2 separate regions of the Arachis hypogaea genome follow, and region 2 is linked to region 1. A link is a contact called in public Hi-C data. All regions are on one chromosome and are shown on one strand. Each heading gives the region's core, a stretch centred on a gene start, on an enhancer-like site or on the middle of the called end of the contact. The rest is flanking DNA. Distances are from core to core; before and after follow the strand shown. Region 1 has its middle 10 kb from the start of LOC112716044. Region 2 holds the start of LOC112716047.

The links. Hi-C and Micro-C count contacts between places; a contact is called where the count stands out from the background.
Region 2: a Hi-C map of leaf shows a contact between it and region 1, with 4 times the contacts expected there. The contact joins the promoter of LOC112716047 here to the enhancer-like site in region 1. A contact is called at or near these places in 3 of 8 Hi-C or Micro-C datasets (all in leaf).

What each region holds. Positions count from the first base shown.
Region 1 is chr10:96,935,891-96,938,663 of arahy.Tifrunner.gnm2.J5K5, forward strand. No RefSeq gene overlaps it. Among protein-coding and RNA genes, the nearest start is that of LOC112716044, 10 kb to the left of the region's middle. Within about 2 kb of position 1,376, at least 2 of the 3 cell types and tissues checked have open chromatin away from gene starts, as enhancers often do.
Region 2 is chr10:96,974,758-96,977,464 of arahy.Tifrunner.gnm2.J5K5, forward strand. It overlaps LOC112716047, which reads left to right and starts at 1,458. Exons shown (of 11, transcript XM_025767886.2): 1 at 1,458-1,734; 2 at 2,572-2,707. The coding sequence starts at 2,583.

The sequences.
Region 1 (2,773 bases), core at 126-2,625:
CCATGCTTATTATGACTTTGTGAGCAAAATTGTAAAACCATGAGCTGGTAATAGAAAGAGATGTGAGACGCCCTGATATTCAACATATTTCTAATGTCAAAATTGATTCTTAGGTTCTAATATGGGAGATTTAAGTTCTTGTTACCATTTTAACTAATTTGGATTGGTCTAATAGTTAGTTTACTGGTCCACTTAAAGTGTTGGGAGTTTGAATTTTACTTTGTCCACACAACAATTCATTGGTTAGCACAAATTCTTAGGCTATGTTTGGTTAGAAGGAAAGAAATACAGAAGAAAGAAATAGAAAGGAAAGAAAGAAAAGGAAAGAAATTGAGTGGATTTTTATTTTCTTTAGATGTGTTTGGATGAAAGGAAAATAAGAAGGAAAGAAATGGTATAAAAAGACAATTTTACCCTTATATTATAAAATATATTGAAAAAAGTAAAGGGGTAATATTGGAAATAGAGAGAGATTCCATTTTCTCTCCATTGTTGGAGAGAAAGAAAATTGGTGGGTCCCACCAATATTTTTCCATTCATTTTTTTTCCTCTCCCATTTCTCTCCTCAACCAAACAAAGGAAAATAACTATTTTCCTTCCAATTTCTTTCCCTTCCTTTTCTTTCCTCCTATTTTCACCTCAAACAAACACACCATTAAAGTTTCGATTTGGAATGGATTAGTCTTTTTAGTCTGCCCAGTTAGAAAATACTGTGGCATGGAAAAACCAAAAAAGGTTCTTATTATCCATTTAACTCGTGCCTCCTTTATTAAAACAAACTTGAAAAAAAAAACTGTTATATAACATACTTTATATTAAAATTTATTTTATCTAAATTTCATCAAAACTGATAAATTTTTAGTTAACTTTATAAAACAAACTCATGTTTTCTTGATCTAGTGTATAGTCCAATAAATCAAACATAATAAGTATACATGTCTAAAGGTTATAATAATAACAACAAAGTCTTATCCTATTAAGTAAGGTCGGCTATATGAATCTAACAATATCATTGCACCTTATCATGTATTATGTCTACAATAAAATTGTTGACACTGGATCTCTTTTAACAACCTAATGTATGGTCTTTTTAAATATTTTTTAACTACATGTATGATTTTTTTAAGTATTTCTCTACCATTTGCCATTGTGTGAATGATTATCCTAATAAAAACAATTTGCTAGTTGGGACCTGGAATAACCGGAAAGGATTGAAAACCTTACTTTTGTGGGGGTAATGGTAATGTGATGATATCCATAAGGGTGGCCCTCACTGGCTCACTTATCACTTATGTAAATGTCATTGCGAGACTAACACCATGTCCATGGCATGTGCTGCTTTGCATGTCTCTTACTGTTTGGAATAATGTGTACTGCACAATGCACATCACGTTTGTGTAGGTCAGCAAAGTGCAATTTGCAGAGGAATACTTTACTGGAGTAAGAGGACTCTCTTGTCCAAATTAAACCATTATTATAGGACTGTAGTAGCCTAGTAGGGGCTGCGCTCCTCAACAGTGTATGTTAAGTTTAATTACTTCCTCAAATTCAAAAGGCAAAAATAATGCTATTAGAATAGACCTGCATTTTGGCTGTAGTATTGAATTAATTAGTGCCTTATTAGCTTGCACAATCAGGTATGGTTACAAACATAGTAATCACTATTCTATTTTATGTAAACCATCATTTATTCAGTATTTACAACTGTTAGATGAAAAGGAATATATATCTCTAGAATATATTAATTATATTATATAGTATACATAAATACTATATATATTACTTAGTGATATATATAATAATTATCCTTAACTGTTACTTTTTAATTTAATTGAATAATAATATGAATTAAATTTAATTGATAAAAAAGTTTAAAATTTTGTTTAGTAGCATATCAAAATTAATTTAAATTTTATAATGGTTGGTGATAAATGACAATTTGAAATAAAAAATCAATTCAAAATGTAATAATTATAAAAAATAAAATTATTCATAAATTAGACTATAAGTAATAAAAACATTCCATTGAATTTTATTCACCTAATTTCATATAATTATTTTTTATTTTTATTTTTAAATAGTTATTTTGTTTATTTTATTTTATCTTTTTTAAGTTATACTTAAATACTATGGTATAATGATAAAACTATTAGATAAAATACAAGTATGAATATTATTAATATTTTGATAATTAAAAATGACATTTAATTTTTTAATTTTATTTTTCATGAATCATGACAGCATGTATTTTTAACAATATTATTATAACTAAATGATATTAAAAAATATAAATTGTTAAAAAAAAGAAGTGATATATAAGCGACAAAAATACTATATAACTTATGAATACAATTACTCAAAGAAATAAAAAAAATTAATGAATACAATTACACAATTACCTAATACATACTTTTAATAAATTAAAAAAATAAAAATAAAAATTATGGTCATCCATCAAATTTCAGTTGTGCAAAAAATTAGTAAGAATGAAGAGGGAGAAAAAGAAAGAGAAAGTAATATGAGATTATGTGAGAGAAAATAAAGAAAATGTGTTAAGTGTATATTGATTTATACAGTAAATATAAAAATGAATGATAGTATGAAAAGAGAAGAAAAGGAATTAGATTTTAATCAAATTTATAACTATTTAAAAAAATTAACATTAACATTGAAAGTAATAGTATAACCTATATAAAAATAATGTACAAGAGAATACAAAAAGTTAAGATTAAAAAAGAATCATATAACATTATATAAAGATAGGTTATTATGA
Region 2 (2,707 bases), core at 208-2,707, 39 kb after region 1:
TGTATATAATTTAGATCGAATGATTTTTTTTTTCAATACCAAAACCACACCGGTAAACATCATAACTAGTTTATATGCTAATAGAAAAAGTATAGGGGAATAATATTTTTTCTGAACAATATAAATAATAGGTTAAAAAAGAAAAGTTAATTTTAATGTTTAAAATTCAAATTTTGAATGAATTAGATTTAATCATAATTTTGAATTTTTTTTATTTTTATTGCAATTGCTCTCTCACAATCCTGTGCTACTACCGTCGCTGCTGTATCGCGACCTCGGTGCCTCGCAGCTGCTATTTCGTTACTTGTTTGTTATCAACTAAGTCGGATGTTCATTTTACCATGTATGCGGATAGTTCTTTTCATTTTAAAGTGGGTTATATCATTGGTATTTTACTTGATTTCTTTGATTCTACATGCACATACTTCGCAACATGTTCATTTTACTATGTATATAGATAATTCTTTTCACTAAAATGTGGATGTTTATTTGGGTCATATTGGGTAAACGAAGTAAAGCGACACGCGATGGAAATGGCGAAGACACAACGCAGCGGCGTGGAAGCAAGGGAAGATGTGCAGCATTGGAGCAGCGACGGAACAAGGTTTCTGGCTTGGCAATGGTGTGACGTCATGGAGGGAAGAAGAAGGCGCACAGTGGCAGCATTGCTTGCAGAAAAACAGGGACGGTGCGACACATGGGAGAAGAAGGTGCAGCGACGACGTCGAGAGCAGGAGACGTGATGCAAGGAAGAAGAAGGTGCAGTGGCAACGTCGGTTGCAGGGAGCACAAAGACGGCGCGACGCATGAGAGAAGAAGGTGCAGCGGCAGTACGACATATTGCTTCTTTAGACGATGATAGCGAGAGTGAAGTGCGTTGATGACGGCACAACAGAAAAGGAGGAGTGAAGCGGTTGTAGAAAAAGAAAAAAAGATAGAAGGTGAGAGATTAAAATTGTGGTGAATAAATAGAGTAAAATATTTTTTGTTTTAGTGGATAAAAATGTAGTCTCACATTATTTGTATCCCTCATTATCTATCTAGTATAATTTATGACAATATAGAATATGAATAATATGTGCAAGAAAATTTTATTGTAAATTATATGTAACCTACTCATCATAGCTTTGTATTTGAGGGGGAAAAAGTTGGCATTTTCTACAAATTGTGTCAATTCAGTGATCAGTAATCAATGCCTTCAAACTACCGCAAAGAAATTCTAACAGCAGTGATAATAATAAGCATAGTTCACAAATTCTATTTGTACAAAAGATAAAATTGTCTATGAAAAAGGAAAAGGTTCTGTAAGAACAATAATCTTAGGTGGCTTTATTTATACAAATAAAGAAAAGTAATTAGAAAACACTTAAGTGCATAAAAAAATCAATAGCCGCTAATAAAGTCAAAATAAACAAGGAGGCGCTCCAACTATTATTTAAACATGCCAGTGAGTTTGGTAGAATGTTAAATTCCCCCCATAATAATTTCACACTGCATAAGAATTAAGATTTGGCCAACTCAAATTCTATACGGGCTTCGCTCTGTGCACAGTGCACACTGAGTTGCTGCGTACCAGACAATTTTTATTCATAGTAGCTAAGGTGTTCGATAAAATGTCTGACACAAGAATCATTGTGATTAAGCTTGACCCTTCTTCTCAATTTTCTGTTCTGAAACAGTAAATCAAATAAGAGTCTCTCCGGTGACCATGATCCCGAGCAACACCACACGAAGGTAACTCTTCTTCCAATTATCATATTCATTCTGCAGTAAAGTGCACTACACTAATGACAATAGCACCTTTGCGCTCACTTTAAGAAAAGGGTTCTGCTTCAAGTTTCCAAACCTTTTTCTTCATAGCAAACCTTGCTTTGGGTTAATTGTGATTGTGTTACCTTGTTCCATTTCAATTTGGTTGAGCACCACTTTGACCCGCTTTTTGTGTTGCTACAACAAAGCCCCACACACTCACACACACTCTCTCTCTTCACATGATGCAAATGCATTTTACAAAAGCAGAGATTTTTAAAAATGGAAGAAATCTCTTTCTTTTGCGTACATTCGCAGGAAGAAAAAGAAAAGGAGAAAGAAATAAAACTCTGACCGAGACATTACTTTCACTTCGTCAGAGAGAGAGAGAGAGCACCGCATTCAAAAAAATTCCCCTTTTCTTCTTGTCCTTGCACTCTGCAAAACAAGACAACAAACACATCATTTCCTTCTTAAAAATTCCTTCTTTGTCTCCAACTCCGTAACCTCAGATTCCTTTTGTTTCCCTCTTTGTTGCTCAGAACTCAGAACTTTCTTTAACTTGTTGAAATTTTCAATTTTGGGCTTGTTTGATCACTTTAACGTGATATGGGTTTGCACTAAAATTAGTCCACCTCTAATTTTCAATTCTTTCATTATCTTTTTTCTTTTCTTATTGGCTAATGGGGATTTTTTTCCTTTCTGAATTTCAAGTTATGTAGTATGTACATGCCTCTCCAGATTCTCAATTGCCCAGTAATTGGAATATACTTTGGTTTTGAAATTTCTGCATAGTGAAAATCTTCTTGATCATTTTAGCAGTAGCTGTTATTATGGGTAGTGGTAATGGTAGAGTTGATGTTGTGAGTGGCAAGGGATGCTCAAGGCTGTTTTCATCTTCGTTCAGAGCTTTGCAGCCATTGGAGCCAATGTCTTCTGTTTCGTCCTCCCCACATAT